Regions from separate parts of the Mus musculus genome. Here region 1 is linked to region 2. The links are chromatin contacts, called in public Micro-C maps. All regions are on one chromosome and are shown on one strand. The core of a region is the stretch at or near the end of the contact, and the rest is flanking DNA. Distances in the headings are between cores, read along the strand shown.

What was found. A called contact is a pair of places that touch in the nucleus more often than the background predicts.
Region 1: a Micro-C map of embryonic stem cells shows a contact between it and region 2, with 6 times the contacts expected there. The contact joins the promoter of Wdr1 here to the promoter of Evc in region 2. A contact is called at or near these places in 1 of 484 Hi-C or Micro-C datasets (embryonic stem cells) and 2 of 115 datasets of contacts at active chromatin or transcription factors (both in embryonic stem cells).

What each region holds. Positions count from the first base shown.
Region 1 is chr5:38,557,646-38,564,842 of GRCm38.p6, reverse strand. Wdr1 (WD repeat domain 1) reads left to right here and starts at 3,144. Exons shown (of 15, transcript NM_011715.3): 1 at 3,144-3,327; 2 at 3,642-3,763. The coding sequence starts at 3,312.
Region 2 is chr5:37,334,590-37,341,624 of GRCm38.p6, reverse strand. It overlaps Evc (EvC ciliary complex subunit 1), which reads left to right and starts at 4,744. Exons shown (of 21, transcript NM_021292.2): 1 at 4,744-4,990. The coding sequence starts at 4,832. Evc2 (EvC ciliary complex subunit 2) reads right to left here and starts at 3,147. Exons shown (of 20, transcript NM_145920.3): 1 at 2,898-3,147. The coding sequence starts at 3,077.

The DNA of each region.
Region 1 (7,197 bases), core at 1,895-4,394, 1.2 Mb before region 2:
AGTTGGGGGTATCGGCTCAGGAGCTCCAAGACCAACTTCTCAGCACAAAGATGTATTTGCACCAGACAGACAAAGAGCAGGGAATAAAAGACAAAGAAGATAGAAACAAGGGAGAAAAGGAAAGGAACAGGGGCGAGGAGAGAAGTGTATTTGTTTAGGAAGAGAGCAACAAATGATTGCCTCTGGATAGAGAGGAGACAAGCTTGGCCCCTAGGCAAATGGCAGTTTATAAATGTAAAAGGGGTAACCTTATGTTAGGATGAGGTGTTTAATTTTAATTGGGCATGTTAATTAGGTGACCCAAAGAGGATTTTTAATTACTGGACTTCAATACTTTGATAGCTGGACCTTGGTAGTCAGCCTCAGGTGGAGGAAGTGGACACGTAAGGGAATGTACCTTGGTGGCTAGCTTTAGGAATGTAATCTAATGGGTTTGTAGCAAGGCAGGGGGGAATGGGGAGAAGAGCAAGGCCTGCCAAAGCCATGTTTACCATGCTCAGGCTGGCTAGAGTCCCTTCAATCTTACTGGCCACAGTGGTCGACTCTATGCATAATCAAGGAGCCAGAATAGGCCCAAGTGCTGAGGCAGCTTGGAGCAGAGTAGCAGTGGTAAGAAAGCACAGATTCAAGCTAAGGGCTTTCATAAACACTGGATTCAATGACGGACCGAATGTGGAGGATGAGGTTGGGTGAGGTTTCTGCCGTTGCGATGAGGCTGGACCACTCCGTAGTCAGTGTGGGAAAGAACAAGCCAAAGGAGCCTGCAATGAGGAGGGAGGGGCAGGCAGGGCATTCATCTCAGTTGGCCCGTGTGTCTGTTTGAAGAGCTAGCAGCTTTTAAGACTCCCATAGACAGTGATGGAGGCATCTGGGTACAAAGACAAAGTGGTTACAAGTGGCCAGGCTAATTTCTAGAGACTGAAGTCATTGTATGGACACATCAAGTGTTTCCTCACTTGACTTCCTGCTGGACAAACCTAGCTGCTTGACTCCAAACATTAGTGCTGGCAGGTGTAGCCAATCTGTTCCTTGCATGGGAACTTCAACTATTTCACACACCCGAGTGCCCCCTCTACTAAAACCTGGAAAACTTGACGCATGGTACATGATTTTTTAAAGTGCAACAGAGTCTGGATTCTGCCAGAGAGCTTGGCCCCAAAGTGTTTTGTAGGATCACTCTCAGTGTCAGTACCAAGGCTTGATGCACATAGGACAGCTATCAGCTTGTAAAGAGCTTGGAGCTGGTGTTACCCCAGCAGTCTTTGTACCATGCTGAGTGGGAACTTTAGTGTGGTTTAGAAAGGTTATCGCTGTTATCTAAAACAATTCTAGTAAATAAGAAAGTCACAGTCTACACTATCTTCTGTCCCAGAATCCTAGGACAGACCTCTTGCTTGTTGAAAATATCCCTAGCACATCCCTAGGACAGTGCTCGACCAGACCCAGGGAAAGTGTCTTTCATCTGCACAGTGCAGTGAGGTCGCTAGAAGACTAACAGTGGGACTGTTCTGAAATCATAATTGTAGTTAAGGAGCCATGTGTTGCTGGTGGGCAGTTTGGTGGTTCTATGGCAACATCAACAATGCAAATGGGGAAAGCAAACTAAGGACCCCAGGAAGTTGCAGTGTAAAGGCTGGGACAGACAGGTGAATCATTGAGATAGTAGCTGGAAGTCACCACTTTTGAGAGAAATTAACCAGGTGGTACTGGCATTCCTTCTAGGCACCACCCCACAGTTCCCTGCAACAAACAGGTATGCCTGACTCACTATAAAAGGGGCTACTTGCCCCTTCCTCATTCTCTTCTCTTGCTCCCTTCCTCTTCTGTCCCTTTTCTTCCGGATCCCCGCCCCCCCCCCCCAAACCAACTCCAAATGTTCATGGCTGGCCTCTACTCTGTCTTTCTGTCTCTACTATCCCCTCAACTCTCCTCCCCATGTCCTAAATAAGCTATTTCCATATTATACTGTTCTGTGGCTGGTACCTCAGGGGGAGGGGATGCCTCAGTTCAGGATGGGCCCTCAGAGGCACCCCTTTCCCCCACAACATACTGCACCTCCACCAAACATATCCCTGGCTTCTTTTTCTTTTCTTTTCTTTTTTTATATAAAACATAACAGGTGGGATCCCTAGACAAGCAATCCTGGCAAACAAAAGGTCACAGAGGGCAGGGGGTAACATTCATAGAACCTTAAAAATACTAGTCTATCAGCACAAGAGACTAGGTACTAAGGAAAACAGACTTTTCAAAAAATACTGAGGTTCCCACACAGGACCTACCGAGTACACTTAAACTCTTCTCTACGAAACCTGGGCACTCCTATAGGCTATAAATTCATTTAACTGCTAACTAGATGGCAGTTAAGATTAAGATAAGCTAGAGGAGAATCAGGTGGGTGTCCAGGTGAACCAGGAGAGTGGGGTGGGACTGGTCCGCAGGGTAATTAACAAACCTGGCTCCAAAGCAGAAATGGACTTTTTCATTTGCTGCAAATTCCTAAGAGCTCTCCTTTGAAAGCCCACTTTCCGGGTTTCCAACTAGGGCTTCAGAACTTTTCAATCAAGTAACCAGAGGACTTCATCTTGCCCTAATCAAAACCTGCGAGACTCAGAAAATTCCAGGTTTTGCTTTCTTTCCCTCTCCATGAAAAGAATTCCACCCTCACGCCCTCCCCAGAGCGTGTTAGGAAACAACCCCTGCCATCCTTAAGAATTACAGTTCTTTATTCTTGGCTTCTTTGCTACTAGGAAGTTTCATGCAGGAGGGAGAGGGAGTGAGACGGGGAAGTTCCTAAACATACCCAGTGAAAGGCAAACAAACAAAACCCCATACGCCCAGTGGCTTCAAGTCTTTTGCAAGCCGGGGCGCCAAGCTGGCGTTGGAAAGCTCGAGAAAGATCTGCTCCACAAGAAGGCTCCCGGTGCAAAGGCAGACAGCCCAAGAAAAAAAACCCTCCCGCCCCGCACCTACAACCCTCCGCGCCGCCTTTTCACGGGTCGCGTCACGTCACTTCCGGGGCGGGCCCGCAAGCGGGGCGGGGCGGTGTCCGCGCAGGCTCGTGGGGCTGCAGCCTCCGAGCCGAGCGCTTGACTATATATGGTCAAAGCTGGGGGCGAGCCGCGCCGGGGCCGCGCTTCCGGGTTGGGTTGTCCGCAGCGGTAGCGCGCGGGGCAGGCGCGTACGGGTCTCGGAGCCGGGTCTCGGACCGCCCCCTCCGCGCCCGGCACGCCCGGCGCCGCCTTCCGCGCTGTCCCTGGGCTCGGCCACTGCGAGGTTCCACTCGAGCGCAGCGCCGTAACAAGTGGGCGAGGATGCCGTACGAGATCAGTGAGTGCGTGGGCCTCCGCGCGCGGCCGCCGGCTTCTGGGGTCGGGTGCAGGCGGGAGGGCGCGGCCGGGGTCTTGCACGGCCGCGGGGGTGCGGGCCGGGGACCCCGGAGTGGGCGTTGTGGACTGGGCCGGCCGAGCTGCGGGAGGGACCCCGGGGCCTGACCGCCGCCGCCCGGGAAGTCCGCCGGTCGTGCCCGCAGGCGGCAACAGGTGACCGGCTCGGGACCCCCAGCGCTGACTGACTGCAACTCCCTGGGTCCCGCGAGGCCGGGATTGCCCCTCATGCACCGTGCCGGGTTTGTATCTCCCCAGAGAAGGTGTTCGCCAGCCTCCCCCAGGTGGAGCGGGGCGTCTCTAAGATCCTCGGTGGAGACCCCAAGGGCGATCATTTCCTCTACACCAATGGCAAGTGCGTCATCCTAAGAAACATCGATGTGAGTACTCTTGTGCCCGGCGGGGCCTGCTTCCGTCCCTACCCTGCGAGCTACCTTCAGAGTCGGGAAATTCTTGCCCTTCCGCCCCCTCACCTCCCAGTCAGTTGGCCTGGGGAGAGGGGAGCCACGCCCCTTCTGCCCAGGAGCCACACCTTGGAGGCTCAGTGGACTGGACTGGACTGGTGGTGGTGTCATCCACCTCTACCCCCACAGCCCCGTAGACTGGCAAACTAAGACTTGGGTCTCTTCAGTCCTTAGAGCCAAGGGCTTTGAGTCTGCTGCTGCTTGATCATGGGGTGGCTGTTGATTGGCCCTTCCTGAGCCCAGTTTCCGCATTGGGGAAATGGAGATAGGGAAATGATCCTCCACTTCCCCTGGCTGCCTTGGCTGGCTGAATGAGCTGGTCAGCTGTCCTAATGCTGTCTGTACCTGGCATAAATGGAGCACTTGGTAAATGGCCCTTGTGCTTAATCATCCTAATACCCTGGGCTTCCTGGTATGCTAGAGCCCAGGCCTACACACCCTGTCCTCTGAATGCCAACTGTTACAGACTTGAGTCTCTGAGAGGAAACAGGAACTAGTGAATTCCTCTGGATGGTTCTCTGAAAATGACCTGCTGTCCCCAGAGCAGCAGCTTTTTGGGAGGCCCTTGCAAATTCATGTTTTTTTCCTCTGGTTGTTGAAATGAGTCAGTCTGCTGGGCCTCCTCTCCATTTCCAGGATGTGGCTCAAATCTTGTCTCTCCCGTGCTCAGGCCTGAGGAATGGTGTAGGGTAGAAGCTGAAGGCTGGACTTAGGGCTATGCTTGGCAAAGGGCTGCTAGAGGGGTGGAGGGTTTGATTGACTCTTCCACCAAGGCTGTCACCTTCAGCTCCTGCACGCCAGGAACATCATTAGTCAGGTGAAGTAGCTCATGACACCCCTATCCTCCAAGAGCCTCCCAGCTGGCTGAGGGTAGACCCCAGTTTTTTTGTAAAAAGAGGCTGCAGTTTTGAACTGTGGTGGCTGCTGGCTGTGTCTTTGTAAGTCTGGTTAAACCCGACCAGTCATCAGTCCTGTGCTGGCTTCTGACCTCTACAGGATTGTTGGGCACCTCAAGTGAGGTGGAAGTTTGGGTATGAGCCTGCCTTGCTAGTTACACAGATTCCTAGAAAGCTGGCCCAGCCTTCTTAGAACTGGGGAAGCCTTCTCAAAAGCTTAACACTATATTGACGTCATAAGATTTTGAGAAAGTAAAGGAAAAATGGAGATGGTCGCAGGAGCTCTGTGGAATTGACAAAAGGTATCTGAAGCATCTTCATACACCCCTAGCTGTAGGGTATTTGGTTTCTGTCCCCTACACGTAGTTTCCTCAGGCCACTTTGTTGCTCTTCACTTCCAGTTGGGAGAACTGCATGGAGTGGTCACTCGGGTGCTAGGCCAGCTTATCCCTCGAATTTGCTGGCTTGGTAGTATCAGAGGAGCAATGCAGCCGTTGGCTGAGGGGGTGGGTTCGCCGCCAGTGACATGTCCACCAGTCAGTCCTTTCCAGGCTTCACTGTCCTCTCCTGGAGGAGGTGCAGCCGCTTCTCATCCCACCCCGGTTACGTTCCTAGTACGCCAGGAAAAACAATATGGTGTAGGGATCTGTTACTATAGCCTTTTGTGTGCTGTATGTCACTAGGCACATTCTGGTCTGCTGATGGCCTCCTGGTCCTCAAAGATGGATTCAGTTTTTATTAGGACAGAGTGTTGCTAGAGAAAATGAGATGTGAGTTCTCAGGAACATGAAGATGCAGGAAGGAAGGTGGTCTGCTAGGAATCCAAGTCCAGGAAGGCTGGCACCACATCATGCCTTGTAGACCTCTGACCCAGGTCACTTTTGGGGTTCTTGCATGCTCCTTTCCCCAAAGTCAACCGTGTCCCTCGACTGCTCTGATCCTCAGAGCTGCCCTGTCACATTTAATTAGAGTCCTATAGAATCTGGCAGACTCGCCCTGTTTTGCTCTATCCTGTATCTAAGCACCATACTGGCTGCCCTGAGGTGTGTTCTTGCTGTGCCTGCTGGCGCAGTTCTGACCAGTCACACACACACACATACACACACACACACACACACAATTGGCTCACACTCAGCAGCATTGCCCCAGTGCTCTTCCTTTGACCTTCCTCTTCTCTGTCAGCTCCAAGCTCCAGGCTCCCTTGCCTCTTCTCCTCACATGCTACCCATCCTCAACATTCCACCTGCTCATGGTGCGGCCTTTGCCCAGATACTCATCCTCCTGTGTCTCCCTGTCATCTCTTACACTCCTGTTTAGAAATGACCTCACTAGAGGGCCCTTCTCCTTAACGGCATTTCTCCTTTTAGCCTTCTCTTACTTTCTGCTGGCAGTAAATGTGAACAAAGCTATTGCTGTTGTTATTCCTAAATATTCCAGGCTCTTCTCTCTGGCCCGTACCCCTAGGAAAGCAGGGCTTTTCCTGTGTCGTTCACCTCATGTCCTTACACTAGAACACCTGACCCACAATATTCCAGTGAGCTCACTGCACCTAATTTCTTTTCCTGTTAGAGAGTGTCACTGTATTGCCAAGGCGACATAAAATCCCCAGCTTCTGCCTCACTGGTGCAACCCTAGCATGAAAGGCACTACTGTGCTCCAAATTTTCTGGGACCCACCTTTAGAATTTATACAAGAATATTCTTGCCAGCCTCCTGCTGGGGCTGCCTGTCAGCTGTTCTGTGACTGAAAGACGGCTTTGTGAACCTGGCTTTTGGAGAGCTGGTAGCAAAGATGCTCTCTGTCTCTTTCTCCCTTGTCCTGTTGCCACGCTTGAAAAATAAATTCTCTGCAGGCTTAAATCATGTGGTGACGGAGGCCATCTGGAAACTGGCATTTGGGAACTTTCAAACATTGTATATCTTGGCAGATGTGAACCCCTAGCAGAACTAAGGTATATATCTAGGAAGCTCAGTTCTGTGAAATTGGGTCTCAGGGAATGACACACAGCAGTTGGACTAACCACTGGCTCGTCTCTTTGGACCAAGTGGAGGAGGTTGAACTCAAACCAGTTTTCATTTGGCACTATCTGTTACCAGCCCATGCAGGAGGATCCTGTGTGGGTCCCTGCAGGTGGGGGTGGAATAAACAGGACTCGAAGACTTAACAGTCGCTCTGTCCAGGTGCGTGCCTGCTGAGTCACTGCTGCATTGCCAGCATGGCTGTCAACCAAGGTGGTACAGGTTACAGGGCCTGCTTGTAGAGCAAACTGTCATAGCAAAATGTGTTCTTTGTAGCAGAATGTGGTAGTGTGTTTGACCACTTGGACAGAAATGAGCACACACGCCTTTAATCCCAGCACTCGGGAGGCAGAGGCAGGCGGATTTCTGAGTTCAAGGCCAGCCTGGTCTACAGAATGAGTTCCAGGACAGCCAGGGCTATACAGAGAAACCCTGT
Region 2 (7,035 bases), core at 3,495-5,994:
TTTGCAAAGTCACCTGTGTCTGAATTAATAGATGCATCCCAATTCTTAAATCTGCCTCTGTGTGAACTCTCCCATGTCATGTCACTTCTGAAAAAATGTAAGGAAAACCCTGACTCCGTGGACCCCTGGAAAAGTTCAAGAACCCCAGGTTTCTGGGGCCCACTCTTAGAACGACTAGAGTATGAACCTGACCTCTGTGTGTCTCTGGGGAAGAAATAAAAGAGGATACCTGCCCAGTAGATCACATCCACCCAGGAGGCACCCAGGTTGCCCATGCCAGGAAGTCAAGGTCTGATCAAGGATGGCTGGGCGTCCTTGCACCAAAGACAAACAAGTCAGTGAGACCTCTCCTACCTGGATCACACCCACCAGGATCCTTCCCATGGGGTCCTTTCTACTTGTCCTCCCAAATGTCTGCATTCTGTGGTCTTTCTATCTACCTCTCTTCCTCTAGCAGCCCTGACAATTCCTTCATCCCACTTGTGGTGTGGCACTGTCAGGTGTGGCCTTGTTGGAGGAAGTGTGTCATTGGGGGTGGGCTTTGAGGTTTCAGATGCTCAAGCCAGGCCAAGTAGCACTCTTTCTTCCTGCTGTCTGCTGATTCAGATATAGAACTCTCTCAGCTCTCTGTCCAGCACCATGTCAGCCTGCATGCTGCCGTGCTTCCCACTGTGATGATAGTGTACTAAACCTCTGAACTGTAAGCCAGCCCCAATTAACTGTTGTCCCTTATAAGAGTTGCCATGGTAATGGTGTCTCTTCACAGCAATAAAAGCCCAAGAGAACTCTCAAAGTGCTTACTTAATCAACAGGCAATTGGGAATTTATCTCTCCAACCCCACATACAGAACATGACTCTTAGATGTACATAATGAGGAAAGGAAGCAGAGAAAGGGGCCAGTGAAGGCTTGGACAACCAGAGATGGAGCATCTGATTAGTACCTTCAGTAGAGAGTCTTTCTATCCCTGTTCAGAACTGAGGCCCAAGAGGCTGTGACTAGACCCGTGCCTCACAGAGATATGTGGCCAAGGCAGGAATATCCAGGGCCCAGCTCACAAGGCTGTCTATAACACCCCAGATTGGTGAAGATGTGCTGACTCTATGAACAGGACTCAAGCAACATAATCAGTTGGAGCACCAAGGCCCCTGGACACTGGTGTTCAGTCCAGGCTCCAACAAGGACAGAGGGACCCATGACAGTGAAGTGCTCTGGTTCTGGATGGCCTTGAGGACTTCCCAAAACCTACTTTAAAACAGTTACACTCCTCCAGACTCCAGAGTCGACACCTGATCTTGACAACAGCAAGTGTCTATCAGAACGTTGCGCTTCCCAAAGGGGGAAGATGTTCGAAAAAATCTGAAGCCAGTGACTTAGGCTCTGGACGTGGGAGACACACAAGAGGATAAGCAAGGGTCAGAGCAGCTTTCAAGGGCCTTGATTTTGTCCTCTGCAAATGGGCCACTCTTATGCCACCTCCCAAGGAGGAGTAAGGGAAAGGACTCCATGAAAATGCCAACCACAGGGCTTAAAGTGCAGTCCATGGACTATACAGTGACAACCTAAGACAGCAAGCGACAGAAAAGAAACAGAATCACCCTTAAAGCACTAAGTCTTCGCAACAAGAGTGGCCCTGTGATAATCCTTGGGTCTACAGGTCATGAGTGGGCAGGCAACACTAGAGTCCATTCCAACAGGCCATGCCACTAGCCAGGGCCCTCCTGGGAACTGAAGCTGCATTTTCTCCCAGGGCCATGGTGACAGGAATCAGGGCAGCGGTGAGCACAGATGTGATCGTCAGAATGACTAAGAGAGGCTGTACTTCGTTTCTGCTGCTGTGATGGGACACCCTGACAAAAAGCCGCTTACAGGAGAAAGGGGTTTATTTTTGCTTGTAATTTCAAGTTAGAATCCATTCTGCCTGTAAGCCAAAGGGCAAGAGCTTAAAGCCGCTGGTCACATCACAGCCACATTTCAGAGCAGAGAGCAATAAATGCTTTCAGGCCGAGTACTCAGCTTTCTTTCTCTACTCTTACACAAGTCAAAGCCCCCCTGCCCAGGAAATGGCACTGCCCACAGTGGGCTGGGCCTTCCACATAGAGATAACCCTCCTCCTCCAGCCCAGGCCCTGTCCAACGTGATCTAAGCAATCCCTCACTGAGACAGCCTTCCCAGGTCATCCTAGGGTGGGTCAGGCTGACAGGTAAAGCTGACCAGCAGAAGATACAAATTAAGAGTGGTGGGTGGGCTGACTAGCAGAAGATAAGATACAAATTAAGAGTGGTGGGTGGAACCGAGTGGAAGGGTGGCCAAGAGCCAGAAGTAAGTGATGGCTAAGCCGAAGAGATAGCAGAATGCAGGGAGGAGCGTATGTAAGCCAATCCTGAGAAGAAGGCAGGAGGGCTGGGGGCTAACTTGCAGAGGGGGGCTTATGGGGCACTGGGAACCCTGTGCTTTTCCAATGCTAGAACTACTACAAACGGGGCCAGTGGCCTACTGCAGCCAGTAGACTGGAGGCCAGTTCAAAGCTACCCAGTCTTCCCAGCTCTCTCACCATATTAGCACCCCTACATACATTAACTAACCTAACTAATGTGCATACGGTGGCTTCAGATGACTTGGGTCCCAGTGGCCTGAGAAAGGAAGACATAAAAAGTGATTTGCCCTCAGACATGGAAATGCTAGGGTGCGAATCTGGATCCGAACCCATACAAGCCTATGGCTACCAAGCGTGAGGCTTCACCGATTCTGGAGTTCCGTTGATACAAGTATGTGCAGAACGCACCTAGAAGCACCACCAAGCAAAAAGTTCAGCCTCTCCCTCCACTTGATCTTGTGCCCTACAGGGCAGGACTCTTTCAGAGGATGGAGACAGACACAAGCTCCAGCTCTCCTTACCTGCGAGCTTGCCCAGGGTCCTGCTGGGCCGGGCCGAGATGGTGACCCTGGGCCCAGGGCAGGGAAGGATGGTGGAAGTGCACGCGGACCCGAGCCCAGTACCAGGGCAGCGGCCAGGATATTCCCAGCCAGCACCCACGTGGCTCGTCCCCCAGCGCCCGTGGGGCCCGTCGCCCCCATCTGGTGGCTACAGACCCCACACAGGCCCCGCAGAGTCGCGGAGCTTCCGGACCCCGGGACCGCCCCCGCCGCGGAGCATGCTCAGTGCGAACCGCCTGGAAAGTTTTCTGGAACGCTGGCATCTGGAGTTTGGAGGCCGCAAGCTGCGTAGGAGGGAGCTGCGCAGCTCCTTCGCTTGCTGTGCCTCACTCCAAATCACCCCCGCTACTCTTCTTCCCCAAGGGTGACAAGGGCCTCTACTAATGCCCACTGACTCTCTAGATCTCAGCCCAGTCTTAGCACTAGGAATTCCCAGAGACGCTGTTTGAACCCGACTCTCCTCAGACCACCTCAGCGAGGTTAAAAAACCTCAGGGAAGCATTAGAAAGGTCACAGAAAAAGGAGCAGGGGGAAGTCTCAGCAGAGTACCCACTGTCTGAATCCGGGCTGGGGATCTTGCTGGACCTGCCCAGCCTCTCCAGCAACAATGAAGCCATCACTTGGCCAATGAGTAAGCTGGGGCAGAAAGCTCCCCCAAGGGGTGTTAGGGCTCCCCTGAGTGCCCAGAGGGAGGAGCTGGGGAAGGGGTAGTCTGCCTTCTGGGCTCTAGAGATGTCCCTTATCCAGGGACAGGGTCTTCTGTGAACGGTCCTGCTGGGCAGCTGCCGGAGAGCCTTGTATCAGCCTCTCCACACCTTCAATGACACATCCCTTTCTTGACCTGACCTGGATAAGACCAGGAGTTTGCAGCCCTTAGTGTCCTTAACTAAACCTCTCACATCAGGTACTGCACCCTTGAGAAGTGCCAGGCATCCTGGAGCAGTGTTAAGGCAGTATTAACAAGTGACTTTAGAGGCAAAACATAAGCAGCGTTGATTTTTAATGGATCCTTTCCCTCACCCCACCCTCCACCCTTTTGAGATGAGTCAGGTGATCTGCCTTTGCCTCCTGAATAGCCTGAGTGACCGGGAGATAACAGCTGTACGCCACTACCTGACCTTGTGCGTTTTTTAAAGTCAGGCCTGAGCATCCAACCAACACTACGTTGCAGCATGAAGCTATTGCCAGGAAGATGTTCCAGTTCCCAGGGATACCCCGAGGACAGGAAGGTCCTCTTAACAGGTGTGTGACCTGAAGCCACAGGTGTGAGCAGACAGACATTGCCATCTTCTTCTGAGCTGTCAGATCTTGAATGAGACACTTCCCCTGACAGTTTCTTTGAAGAGGCTGAAGTACTGGCTCCCAATCTGCCCACGTGGAACCATGAAGGATAAAATGAAGAGACGTCAGGATTCTAGAGGGGCCCGAATGTAACATTCGCTCATAAAGAAGAATTTTTCTCGGGGAGAAAGCAGGGTTAAAAGAAGTGTTCAATCAGTTGGGTGCGGAGCATCCCGGAGGGAAGAACGACTTGCCCCAGGAGCGGCGCGGGAATCGGATTGGACAGGCTACAGCAACCTTGAGGTGCTGCTGGAGTTAATCTGGCCGCCAGCTCAGGACTCAGGGCAACCTGAACGCTCAGTGATCACAAAAGAGTAGCTTGCTCCGGAGACTGGGAGGAGGGGTGCTCCTTTGCTCTTGCATGTGGGGTCCTCGGGCTGAAAGGCGCGCCCCGGCTGCGCATGCTCAGTGCACTGTAGGGATGGCCCGGAAAGGCTGAAAGTTTGGGGCGGCGGGTCCAAGCTCCTCCCTCGGCTCGGGTGCAGCGGGAAAGGGTACAGAGGCGCGGACCTGGCCGGCGGCGGGATGCAGCGGGTCACCCGCCTGAGCCCTCCATGACCTGCACTAAAGATGCGCGGCTGCAGCTGGGCCGGGAAGCCCTGCAGGCGGCGCCGACGCTGCTGGTCCCCGCGGTGCTACTGGGTGGCGTTCTCGGCCTAGGCCTTGGCTTGTGGCTTGGCTGTCGCGCGAGCCACTTGCGCGCACGGCTCCAGGTGGGTTCCAGCGCAGCCGGGAGGATCGAGCGCCCTCCTCTTCTTCCCGCGGAGTCCTGGGCTGCATTCCCTGAACCCCCAGCTTTGCGTCTCCTGACTGCGATTGCGATTGCGTGCAACCTCTTGCTCCAGGAGCATCAGGGCTTTCTGAGGAAGGAGGAGGAGGGATAGAGTGAGTAGCCAGAGAGCATTGGCCCGGGGACCACAGAAAGATAGTCGCCCAAAAGCCCTTCTATGCCACAGTGCCCACTGGTTTAGTTAGAAGATTGGACATGATCTCAGCAATTACGCCCCAGATCAGTATGGGGACAGAGAAAGATTAGTGTGTGCACCCAAATGCCCACTCCCTCTTTCTTGCTTTGGAGCTGCCAGACAACATCCTCTGGGAGTGGGCTAAGGACTTTCTGTCAGATGAAACTGGCCCGGGGCCTTGAATGCACAACGGTGAGCAGGATAGATATTTCCAGTTAGCATTTGGATAGAACCCAACAAGGTGGGTGCTGTGATGGAGTAGAAAGAGACTAGAGTTTCTTGAGAGATGTCTGTTCCAGGCACTGAGCCTGGCTCTCCGCCCTAGGCTCTGTCTGCCCTAGGCTCTGAACTCTCCAAACAGCTTTTGAATCAACTCCATGTGTGGCCCATTTTACAGATGCTGAAAGTGAGGCAAAGGGTTAAGCAGCCTAGCAACACAACAAGCATATGCGGGGCGGGGCGTTGGGGGGTGTAAGTAATGCGCTAACTGGCAACTATGTAAATGACTTGGGATGTTCAGGGACACTCCTGGCACAGAGGAGCAGACATCTGATCAATTGTAGAAAGACCCATTGGGAACTCTGGCTTCAGGCAGTTCTGACTTCTTCCAGGTTTCCTCTGTTGTGCAGGGGAATTGGCTTTCTCCAGCTAGAAACCTGTCTGGTTGAGGATTACTTTTCTTGGTCTCTCACTTCGTTCAAGAACTCACACATGTCTGGATTGACTTGGCCAATCCTTCTTTCTCTCCGTTATCAAGCCTCTTCATGGACAACCCTTTGTGCTAGTCAGATACGAGAGCAGTCCTGAACTCTTGGATAGAAAGAGAGAGAGAGAGAGAGAGAGAGAGAGAGAGAGAGAGAGAGTGTGTGTGTGTGTGTGTTCTGGAAGACTTTCTTCAGTTTTATTCTTATGAGAATACACATTCTATGTTTTCATGTTCAAGAGTTCTTTTCCCCCAAGTCCTCCGTTTTGATCCTAAACTGCCAGTTTGTGAGTAGACTCTCTCTCTCCTCTCTGAGGACACTGTAATTGGCTGTTGTCTTGTGTCTCCTCAGCCCTCTGCAGCTTGTTTGGGGGTTTTTCCCTTCTTGTTAGAGTTTGTCCTTAAATCACTTGTGACCCTTGACCTCCTGGCCACTTCTAAGTGTGGAAGTAGAAATTGCTTCTGACCCTGGGTGTATTATTATTCCCTAACACAGCCAGCAATTGCTAAACGAAGCATCCCGGAATTTTGGGCTATAGCATCTGTCCTTTCTGCCCAGAGACCCACCCTGGTCCAGGCACATGGGCTTCCTGAACATCTGACATGGCCAGGCCTGTCTGTGTCTGCATCAAGCTCTTTCCAATTGCTCTCACATCCGTCTCCTGGGACCTCAGAGGCTTGCTCCCTCCTTTAAGTTTGTTCTCAAACAAACTTTGTCTAAGAAGCTTCTCGTCAGTGTCAGGAACAAGGCTGGGTACCCTTCTGATGCTGAATCATAACCCTGACTAATTAAGTGCACAACAAGTTCATCAAGGCACAACTGCAATTCTCTCTGTGTATGTGTGTGTGTGTGTCTGTCTGTCACTGGCTCTGTCTCTCTGTCTCTCTGTGTGTGTCTGTCTCTCTGTCTCTCTCTCGCTCTCTGTCTCTGTCTCTCTCTCTCTCTGTCTCTCTCTCTCTCTGTGTGTGTGTGTGTGTGTGTGTGTGTGTGTGCGTGCGTGTGTGTCAGGGAGCACGTTTTTGAGCACGCACCTCTAACACAGCATACTTGTGGAGATCTGAAGACATTCCCCTCAAATCAGTTCTCCCC